2 separate regions of the Drosophila melanogaster genome follow, and region 1 is linked to region 2. The links are chromatin contacts, called in public targeted proximity ligation maps. All regions are on one chromosome and are shown on one strand. The core of a region is the stretch at or near the end of the contact, and the rest is flanking DNA. Distances in the headings are between cores, read along the strand shown.

Region 1 (5,993 bases), core at 1,995-4,494, 730 kb before region 2:
ATATGTCACTCAAGAGAAATCGATCACCGGAAAAAAGTTCGGTTGGTCTACGATTACTTTGGATTACCTAGAAAAAATATATGATTCACTTCCCAGACGAATGTGTGAAGTCCTTGAAAACAAAGGAGAAGCAACTAATTATTAGTTTTCTTTAAAAATATTAGATTTTAAACATTTAAGTGATAATCATCTAACTTTTTTCGAAATTAATAAAAAAAAACCTAAATTGTCATAGGGGCGCTATCCTGATGTTTTTTTTCTGGTGTTTTTGTTTTTCTTTTTTATTTCAACAAAAATCTATAAACAACAAACTGCATCCCATATAAACTTTTCATTTATGAAATTTTACAACTTTTAAGGGAAAAAATTTCAAAAACTTTCGCTTAAGCAGTTTTCTAAATGTCTCACATCAAAGATTTTTACTCAAGGTGCGCTAACCTGGTGAGGCGCAGTGTACATATGTATATTATTCATCAATATGAACAAGCGAATCGAAATATTCATGCTTGTCCGACCGTTTCTAATCAAACTAGCCTCTTGTCCAAACCTCTTCTTTCCATTGCACGAAATATAAGAGATGGAGCAAGATTTATATTGTTAATTTGTTTTATGAATGGATTAACAAAATATATGTGCAAAAGTTTGTGTTATGCTCATAACCGAATTATCGGTCTAAAACCTTGTTCGTTTCCGAGAAAAATCGACTAACACGTCAAAGTAGAAAATTAGACCTGGTTGGGGCCGGTGAAGAAATTCCATGAAATATCTTCAATTGTTTTTTCAAAAACAAGACATTTAAAAACATTCCCTGACTCACCCAAAGTAAACTCCTTACCCTTTCTGTGAACAAGAAACTATTACCCTTGAACAAGTCATTGAAAAAAACTCTGCATGCTTATAAAAAACAAAATGTTGTTCTTGAATGGAGATTTATTTTAAAAAATGCCTATAACAATTAAGTCCGTTTTGCAAAAGTATTTGATAGACTGTGCCTGGCAAAAATTTTGTAATGTGGACCATTATAATGTTTTTTAAATGATGATGCAGCGCGGGCCGGGCTTTATTTCAAGGCCCGCGGGCCTTTGCCAAAAAAATTGGGTTCGGGCCTCAAATTCGTCTTTCGTGCCCTAAGAAAAAAGCCCGCAGGCAGAACCGAAAGTTAAACTTGTTTGTCACAATCTAACAGGCGAGAACATCCTCAATAACGTTAAGGAAATTATGGAAGAATACAGTTTGGATTCTAATATCGATAAATCTATTTTGTTTGTGATCGGAGAAAGTATTAAAGATGTGCGCCAGTGAAATGCTCGATTCTGAAACCATAATTCAGCTGAAAAATAATACGTTAAATTCTTTACATAAAAGATGTGCACCATAAACGGCACATTATGTTGGACTCTTCTTAAATTCTCCCGTTAAGGAAATGTGTTGCTTATCGCCAAAAGTTAAGGAGAATGTAATTGTAACTGTCAAAGCAATGCTTTCAGAAATGCAAAGTGATGAGGAGTTTTATAGGATTAAGAACTGCAAGCCCAGATAAAAAGGGGTTAGGACTGTTTGCAGAATTTCAGGATTAAAAATTTTTCAAAAAAACTTAGTTACAACTAAATTCTTATGATATTGAAATAGAAAAATATTTAAATGGCTGTGCAGCTACTTCAGACCAAAATGTGTTAGAATTTTGGAAATGTAGTGAACTCAAGTTATTGAATTGCCATTCCGGCAAGCTCAGCGAATAGCAAAAGATTATTTTCTACCTCTGGAATTGTATTAAATGAGCGATGTACACGTTTAAAATGTTCTAATTTAAAAAAAAAAATATTTTTAAATAAAAACTTGTCATAAATTATGTTTAAAACACCAAAACTGTACTAAATATTAAGTTTTTTGCAATCAACTTTGTTTACAAAATATAAGAAATATAAATATAAGAAAACCGACATACTTTAAATTAAAAAAAATTGCATTGTTTTTATTTTTTAATTTGTTCGTGTTTAGCTTGGGCAGGGCCCCGGGCTTTTTTTGGGACTAGGTTTCGTGCTCGAGACGGGACGGGCCTCAAGAAGTAGGAAGTCTTCCATTACCTAAGTAGCGTGTATCTTATACTTGCGGAGCTCACAACTATAGGATTTCTCTTGTTTTTATATTTTTCGGTTACAAATATATAGCGCTTGTTGTATGTATGTATGTATGTATGTACATATATACTACTCGACCGACTTGCCTAGTCCTGTTAATTAAGAACACATACGTATAATTCTAGAATTGTTAGCAAAAAAACGTAACTTTTTAAATTAAATATATGCTTATAACATTGTACAGAAATTACATTTTAAACACATTATAATTTTTCCGCCATTGTACATAGACTTTAATTTGTCGAATATCTCCTTTACTTCGTTGTTAACATTTAAATAAAATAACCAACAGCAAGGGTTAGAAATCGATATCCCTAAATCACCTTACCTGACGTCGAAAGGTGTGTTTTTCTTTTTCCAGGAACTTATCAATCTCTTTGGACTTGTAGCGCTGCTCCAGTTCCTCAGGGGTACTACGCAGCCTTACTAGATATGTGATAATATTTCCGCAACATCGAAAGCAAGCAAAGCGCGAGGTCTGAAGCCGACTGCCCTGAAGTCGCAGTCGCTCTGCTCCATTCGATATTAGGCCGTCTGTAGACGTGGTCGCTGCTTCTGGTCCAGTTACCGCTCCCACCCGCGTGCGATGCTCTTCCATAAGATGAGTCAGAGTACCACTAAGCGTGTCACTATCTATGTTGTTTTCGACGCCGTTCGTGATGACATTGTTGTTTGGAATGGAAATTCGTTCTTGAGTTAATTTGGTCAATGTAATGCCAGACATCGCTGGCAAGCCAACGCCTGATGCTCGCACTTTCTATATACACACACGAACACCAATACGTCAAACACTCCCCACACTAACAGCAGATGCTCATCGTCTTGCTTTCGCTTTAATTTATAAACAAACACTTTTTGAATTCTGCATATTCTAATTGTAGGCCTCATATTAGATTAAAAGGCGATGTTGCCATCTGAAAGCCATAACCATTATTTCTACATGGCATCAGACTTAAACGCAACACAAATTCCGGAATAAAGTTCACACCAATAAGACACTGAACGTGATCGTTATTAGGTTATGACACTCTCAGCCATTACATTTACGTTTCTTTAGGAATATAATTGTAATTATATATGGAGCAAACAACAGCGGTGATAATAATTTTTGCCTGTATATAAAACATAAACATTCGTGTCAACTTTGTTATACCATGTTCCCACAGATCAGTTTTTCGGTGAAATTGGTTCCATATGTGAACCAATTTGACAATATTATAAGCAACAGGTCCAGCTCTTTAGTGTAAAGAATTATTAAAAACAAATTATTATATCGGGTTTACCAGGAATGTAATTTATAATTTAATTTTAAATTTTAAAGCATATAAGATAAAAAGAAAATGAGAAGAAAATATTATTCTTTAATTGGGAACAAAACAAATCAGTTACAATAACATTAATAAAAAAATTGGTTGTAGAATATTTCTTTAAAATTAAAACTTTATTTTAATGAAGTGACTTTTGGAGAGGGCACGTTCCCTTATAGGATGACCTGTATGGGATGAAAATTAAAAAAAAAAAAACATTTTTAACTTTTGCTATGGATACAGTAGCATTGATTGGTTTAATTCGCATTCTGTTTTATTTCGATATTAGGTTGATCCAATACACTAAAGCTAGGTAAGATTCAAAAAATATTTTTATATCTTAATCTTAATATCATGGCCATTAGCTTACATAGAGAAATAAATAAATAAATATTTATTCCGTTTTGCGTGCTCGCCACCTGTGTTTAAGATTTTTGGAATTCGTTTAGATTCTTTGTAAGGCTGTCAACTAATTAAAGCTAAGCTTAATATTGTTTAAGAGAGCTGGGCAGAAGGCTTTATTTCGGAAGCGGTGATCAGACTTGATGACAGCGTACTGTACTTTGCATCCGTCTTATAGCCCGGGGTGCAGCATGGCCGCCCTGGACGGCGGAACTACCAGGGTTCGAATAAACAATGTCACATCGAATTCAAACATTTTACACAATGTAATTCCGCAAGGTTCGCCAATTTCTGCGGTTTTATTTATGATTGCAATTGAAGAAATAAATAACATTGTAACTCGGCAAAAATATATTTACATCTCACTTTACAAAAATAAAAAATATTCATACAGTCAGCACAAAATTTTTAGAAATATTGCACGAAAATACCTCTCTGCCATTGAAAAATGCCAACTATTATAATTTGACGGAAAAAACGTTGTAATCTCTCCGCACAATAAATGATGTAAACTTTTTAAAAAATTTGGGGATGACCTTCGACTGCAAACTACTTTTCAAACAGCACTGTCAGATTCAAAGAAAACAACTGGAAACTAGATTTCACATTATTAAATTTCTATCATCTAAATATTCGTACATATAACTAAGACTCTCATAGATATTACGATTACGCACGCATTAATGCTATTTAAAATTGACTACCGTCTTCCAATCTGCGGCAGGCTAAGTGTTGGCGACAATACAAGGACAAAAGCAGGCTAAGTGTTGGCGACAAAAACAAGGGCAAAGGCAATGCTGTTGAGATTGGAGTGTGAAATTTGCTTATCAAATGGGCAGAGTTTATATTATGGGTTGGATAACTTGGCGGAATTCCGCGTAGAAGAAACTACATTGATGCTAATCTCGAAGCTGTACACCACGTCCAACTGCCTGCTAACCCATGACTTCGGAGCCATTTTCAAGCAAAAGCTGAATTTTTAATGCATATCCACTCTAACACGTTGCGCTGACTACATCAAGCAACTTGACCTCACCCTGCCTATGCACATTGGGGTTTCAAACAGCCTTCAGATCTACAAAGCTGAAAAAAAAGAAAGAAAAAGAAAAACTGAATTAATACCAATGGTTCTAAAGTCAACGACTCAACCACTTTTGTGGTCACCTTACTCTGGGTTCCCAATCATCAAGGAATCCACGGACTCGCTGACAACTGACAAACTCGCTGACAAAGCCGCCCAAGAGATGAGACTTACACCATCAGCCCTTTTGACTCTGCTTAGCTGCAAGGATATCCAAAGCTATACCTCAAAGAAAAGAGAACTCTCCGAATGGGCACTCTTAATGCACAGTTACCAGATTATTAAGCCAAATTGGATCATGTTCAAGCCACTACCGAACGTACAAGTTATTGCCCTACAGTTTGAGCAAAGACACTAGAATAACAAGATGCGTAACGGCCATACATTGGTTTGGCACTATGCAGCCACTTTTTTGGTGACGGCCAAAATTGCTCTCTTTCCGCTCGCTCACGCTGAGAACGTAAGAAATCTAAAAATAGAATTTGCTTGCTTGTGTGAGTAAAAACAAGAGACGGGAACGCGTATATGTGTGCGTGTTGTGCTAGAAGACGATTTTCGGGCCGAAATCAATTCTGATCGAAGAAATGAATTTACATTGTACATATTAGGGTAGTTTTTTTTTTTTGCCAATTTCGTAGCAATATGATAAAATAAAATAATTTTTAAAAATTTGCGCCCTGACAATTATAATTTTAAAGCTTTTTAAATTTGTTTGTTAAAATCGCCGCTCGAATTAGCTACCGTTTACACATTTATATTTATGTTTAATTCTAATTTGTCTCTCATCTGACAATTTTTTATAAGCGAAAACAGTGATGAAGTGCTCGCCACAAAATCTTCTGTAAATTGGCATTTTTCCGCCCATCTTATTAGCATTGTTGGATCCCTTTCAGGAAATCTAAACAATTTAAGAGCGGGGAAATCGCGCCTAGATTTCCGATAGTGGGATAAGCTGCACTTGTTCCCACTTATGTATCTTCTTTTTTTCTTGGCCATATCCATAAGATTATTCAAATGGGCCATTAAAATGTTTTTTTCTTTCACTTACAATTTATAAATTTCAAC
Region 2 (6,150 bases), core at 2,109-4,608:
AATTTCATCTTTTGGAGCATTAACATCTAATAATAAAAGCCTGAAAAACGAAAAAGGATTTCACACATATTATTCTATCATGGCTGTCCATAGCATTTTTAAATAAAAACAACAGAGAAAATCCTTTCCTTTGCTAATCAAACTTTTCTGGTTCCTGTTTTGGTTTAAAATATATATTCATTGAAGTTATTCACAATAGAAATGTAAAAATTTAGTAAATAAGCTAGGATTTTCCGAAGTCGAAAAGTAGGATCTCTGTTTAACATCTCAAGAAATTAAATTCTGAGGTTCTACCTGAAAACAATTATTAATGAGTCAAGTCTATAATAAGTTTACATTCTGATCCAACAAAGCGCACAAACAAAAATTTATCTAACAACATTTGTGACGAAAAACGTATTTCTTTTAAATTTCTACATTTTTCACTTTCTCCGCTTTATTCTTATTTATTATTAGTCTTCGTATATGTCGGGCATCAACCGCAGATTATCAATGCTTCTTGAAAAGTTAATAATGAATATAAAACATTCACGAATCAGATACAAAAATCACTTCATGTGAAGTAATTCAATTCGTTAGTGTTTCGGAAGCTCACAGAGATATAACAGAAAGAAATTCGATTACATCATATTTATTTCGTAATTGAGGTCTAGGAAAAATTCCAGGAAATTACAATCCGTGCAAAATTTTGGATTCGGAAAAATTGAATTTTAGATATTTAAAGGCTTCAATCGTTTGCCCATGATTGCCCACCAATTAGTTTTTTTTTTTGCCCACGTCCATTTTTTTAGATATAAATTTTTAAAAAAGTTCGAAAATCAAAAATTTCGCTTTTATTAAAAAAAATTTTTTATCGCAATAACATCGTTTGCCCACCCTATCGAATTTTGAAAAAATGTATACTTTAGAAAATATAAGACATTCAAGTTTACCTCGGTCTACTCAGAGAATAAAGCGTTTGACCAAAGACACTAGAATAACAAGATGCGTAACGGCCATACATTGGTTTGGCACTATGCAGCCACTTTTTTGGTGACGGCCAAAATTACTCTCTTTTCGCTCACTCCCGCTGAGAGCGTAAGAAATCTAAAAATATAATTTGGTTACTTGTGTGAGTAAAAACAAGAGACGAGAACGCGTATGTGTGCGTGTTGTGCTAGAAGACTATTTTCGTTCCGAAATCAATTCTGATCGAAGAAACGAATTTACATTGTACATATTAGGGTAGTTTTTGCTAATTTCCTAGCAATATGATAAAATAAAAAAAATTTTAAAAATTCGCGCCCTGACTATTATAATTTTAAAGTTTTTTAAATTTGTTTGTTAAAATTTGTTATGTTTAATTCTAATTTGTCTCTCATCTGACAATTTTTTAAAAGCGAAATATTTTTTTTTAAACACTTTTAATGTTAATGTTACATCCTTTTAAGTCAAATGACTTAATAAATATACTTATTAATAGGAAGTACAATAGAAATTATTATAACTACTGTAATTTCATAAATTTCATAAAAATATGATAACTAGAATTATTCTAGTGTCTTTGCTTTGTTCATATCTTGAGGCACGAAGTGCGGACACAAGCACTCAACAATCATTGCCTTATTAATTTTTCACACGCCTCAAGATGAATACTCTAATGACAAATATTCTTGAAATTTATTTTTGTGATAATATGTACATAGATTTGGCTATTTCTATTCTATTCTATCAAATAATAATAACGTTAAGGCAATGCAAAACAAGAATTTTTCGCATGGTACTAATTGATCAAAAATAATATAGATTTAAAGTCAAAGAACTTTGAAGGTGAAGGGCATATTTTGTCAAATTTACAATGCATGAGCATACGTGTGCACACATACAGTTGTCTGCTATCACTTTATGTGTGATTCGCTGTAGCGCTCTCAGCTCTCTCGCTCTCTAACAAAAATTCGAGAGAGCCTGGAGCCATCTATAGAGCCACGGCGAAAAAATCGTGGCGAAAAACGTTTAGACCGAGGTAAACTTATATTTTCTAAAGTATACATTTTTTCAAAATTCCAAAGAATGGGCAAACGTGGACAAACGATGTTATTGCGATTTAAAAAAAATGTTTGAAAAAAGTAAAATTTTTGATTTTTGAAAATTTTTAAACTCTTTCGAAAATTTATATCTTAAAACCTGGACGTGGGCAAAAAAAAAAACTTATTGGTGGGCAAACATGGGCAAAAAATGGGCAAACGATTCCAGCTTTTAAATTTCAAAAATTCGATTTTTCCGAACCCATCTTCTTTGAGCTGAAGAGTTTAAATCATTTTGACTTAAAAACAACAAGGACTGAGTGTAAGGTATAAATCAGCAAGCTTTATATAAATTAATAAATTAGTAAAGTACTTACTTTTGTAAAACTAGTTGAAAAACAAGTTCTTCGAAAATAGGCTTGTATTCTAATAACCAAAGCACGTTATACAGATACCCTGCCGTCACATGGTACGGCTTTTTGAAATAGGGGAATTTGGCGGATATGGCATCTATGATAATATCGAAAGCCATTGGCACGGCAGTTAAGATGCGATCCAGTACTTTATGGATGGGTTTCAACTCATTTCGCACGTGCTCCGAAGGGCATCCGTGGACCCAATCGGATTCATCCATATCTCCAGGAATCCAGTGGACAATTAGTTTAGAGACTCCAATCGGTAAATATCTATTATGGGTCACCATTAGTTCGATACAAAATTCAGTATAAGCTTCGATTATCTCTGAACTTCTTTTCTTCCAGTTAAGGGACAGTAACGCCTCGACAACGGTTACAAATTCTGGAGTCAAATTATGAACAATTCGTTTAGCATCTTTTATGATTATTACAACCTCATCATCCTTAAAAAAAGAAATCAAACGTAAAGAATAACCAACAATTATGTTAATTTAACTTACGCTGAGTTCTGCTTCCCGGAGGAAGTATGTGAACTCCTTGACCAGATGGAAATTTCGTTCTTCTAGGGCAACGCGCACTGATTCTGCGAGCCCCTTCTCTTTGGGTGTGGAAAATCGAACTTTGTTGATGGCCACGGCATTTGCCTGATTTCGTTTTACGCCAGAAAACGTCTTTAAAATGGAAGTCACATCCGTCTTACTCGTGTAGAAGGACATATTAAATTAATAATAGCTTTATTTCTGTTTGAACTTAATGTTCGAAAGGATAATCCACACTGACGTAAAATGCATACAAATAAGTTCTAGATAATAAATTATTTTTGAAAGAGAATTTCATTTTTATTTTTAAAGCACAAATCGTAAGAATTTTACTTGGAAATATGCACGTTGTTTTGAGTTCCAATAATCAGTGTGGCCATAGAATTTCGAAAAATTATACCGCACACCCTCCATAAATACACGTTCTTTACTTTTGCTTTTTAACGTGCTCATTGAGCAAAATTTAATGTTAGTCTAAATTAAAAAACTCGTTTTATTTAACTAATATACTAACCCTCAAATTCTTTTTTCCAAGCCAAAGATAATAAATAGCTTTTTTTTTAAATTTTCATCACCTAGACGCATAGTTATTTCTAATCGGGACAGATTGACAGAGAAATTGCTATTTTTGCTTAATTTTGTATTAAAAAGCGTTCTGTCCTTGATGGTGGAAGAATATTTGACATCCCAGTTTAACCATTTTAAGGGGCTAACGCTACAGTCAATATAATAGACGTTTTAAATTTTCCGAAACATCGATATTTATTGTAGACTATGGATGCTATTAGGATCATCGCTATTCGAATAACAAGAAGAAGACCTAGAACGCTAAAGGTATGCCGAAGAAATACAAAATCAAATACAAAATGTACATATATAAAAAGATATCCTTAAAATGCAACTGTTTGAACAGCTCTCACTGATTTTTAATTTTCTAATATAACCAGTTATACCAGTTTAAATCTAATTGATTTTATATTGTAATTTTATTATACGTTTTATATTTAATTTATTCTACATATTAAATTAAATGAATTTAATAATATTTAAATCTTTTTTCTTATATTTCAAGTGTAAATGATAATATTAATTTTATTTTAGAGAACATCGGAAAACTTCGATGTTACATCCACGATTTTTGTGAAAAACATCGATGTTTCGCGCTGAAACTACTACAATCTTTGAAATTAGATTCCAGAAAAAAAAAAAACAATTTATCCTATGACGATGAATTATGCGGATCTCGCCTATATAGATTCATATATTTCTTATTAAACTATTTCATTACGCTAAGAAATGAACAGTGTGGCATGTACATATATGCTGTTAAATATTTATATGAGTGGCTTTTATAAAATTAATTATTAATTATTATTCGGTTTTTTTTTTACGATTTTTTCGATATGTAAAGCGGACACACGAAATGAAAAGTAAATGCCTTTTTTCATATTAAAACAGAACTTATTTACTCAAGAGAAGAAATAGTTTACTCAGTGGTCTATTGATGCTTATTGCACATCATAACAAGATCATTCTGCCACTAATTTATTTAATAAAATTTTTATTGCTGACGCCACTTCAGATTTGACTAACAAAATTTTGATGTCGGCAACAAAAGTTTGGATTTGTCAAGGGGTCAAACATTGTTGGTGAAACGAAACAGGCATATAAAATATATAGAAGGAATTCATTAATTTATTTAAAGGAGAGCCAATAGTGTTGTTTGTAAATAATTCTATTTGATTTAATTACTTAAGTGGTCAAAGTGCCACAAAAAAGAAATTGCGGACATCGTAATTAAAACTATGAAATATGTGGCAGCTATGTTGTCTGGAACAGCTTAAACAGCTGTTTACCGCTGAATGCATATTGCGATATCCAAACTATAGAACAAATTTTCCAAAAGCAGAGCACCTAAAAAAGAAATCAAAAGATTTTGGCTAAATCGAATTCGAAAAAAATTACGATTATCAGATCATGAATGACTTTTCTTAAAAGGGAGCAAATTAATACTGAGTAAGTCCCACGGTAGTAAAGACTTAGGCAGAACGGTTCCTGAAAATTAAAATTATTAAATGGGGCAGGACTTTATCTTCCTTAAGGTTATATGTATCTTCAAAATTGTATCAACAAATTCGCTTAAATCACAAATTATTCCCATAGCGCATATTAACGTCTTGGAGTTGAACACTTCTCTCAGCGATTATTTGTATCTAGACATTTGTATGTAGTGCAATTTTATATATAATGTTTTTATATAATGTAAATATATGTATTACATAAATATTGCATTAAATCCTTATTAATACCAAATATTCAGACTTGGGACTATTTTGCTTCTCTTAAAAGATTAAGCTTATTGTGTAACTTAGTGTGGACGGTACATAATATTTAGTTTCTAAACTCTTAATTGCTATCAGTGGCAACGCTATTCAAGTAGCCATCTTTCTTTCTTTTCTCAACTATACGACCGCGTGGACGTAAGTTCAACGAGTTTTGTTGAATATTTCTTCATTATGACTTGAAAAAGATCTAATAAGCCTCTTTTTTATAGGGGATTATAAATAAAAATGACCAACTCAAAGGGCTATCGTCGCGGCACACGGGACATGTTTTCCCGTCCCTTCCGAAAGCATGGAGTTATTCCGTTGTCCACATACATGCGGGTTTTCAAGATCGGCGACATCGTTGACATTAAGGGACATGGTGCTGTACAGAAGGGTTTGCCCTATAAGGCATATCATGGCAAAACCGGGCGCATATTCAATGTGACTCAGCACGCCGTTGGTGTAATAGTAAACAAACGCGTAAGAGGCAAAATCCTTGCTAAGCGGGTCAATGTGCGCATTGAGCACATCCACCACTCCAAGTGCCGCGAAGATTTTTTGCGCCGCGTAAAGGAAAATGAGCGATTGCTGAAGGAGGCGAAGGAAAAGGGACAATGGGTCAGTCTGAAGCGCCAGCCGGAACAGCCGAAGAAGGCGCACTTTGTTAAGAAACTTGAAGAACCGATTGCTCTGGCCCCGATTCCATACGAATTCATTGCCTAAAGGCATTTTACTGCTCGGAAATTGTACGGAATGAAATAATATTTGATATAATTTCAGTAAACAAAAAAAATGTGCCCAATATAAACAGACTTTGTAATTTTCATTTTGCAATAAGGTCGGCGTCCAACTAAAGTTTTGATCA

The links.
Region 1: a targeted proximity ligation map of the Kc167 cell line shows a contact between it and region 2, with 3 times the contacts expected there. A contact is called at or near these places in 10 of 107 Hi-C or Micro-C datasets (the Kc167 cell line, the S2 cell line, brain and 2 more) and 2 of 7 datasets of targeted methods (both in the Kc167 cell line).

The regions. Positions count from the first base shown.
Region 1 is chr2L:22,979,067-22,985,059 of dm6, reverse strand. cta (concertina) reads right to left here and starts at 3,244. Exons shown (of 6, transcript NM_001273767.1): 1 at 2,467-3,244. The coding sequence starts at 2,862.
Region 2 is chr2L:22,247,084-22,253,233 of dm6, reverse strand. It overlaps Tif-IA, which reads right to left and starts at 3,358. Exons shown (of 6, transcript NM_176070.3): 1 at 2,920-3,358; 2 at 2,381-2,862; 3 at 1-40. The coding sequence starts at 3,135. It overlaps RpL21 (Ribosomal protein L21), which reads left to right and starts at 5,359. Exons shown (of 2, transcript NM_001299204.1): 1 at 5,359-5,438; 2 at 5,513-6,088. The coding sequence starts at 5,529. The coding sequence ends at 6,008.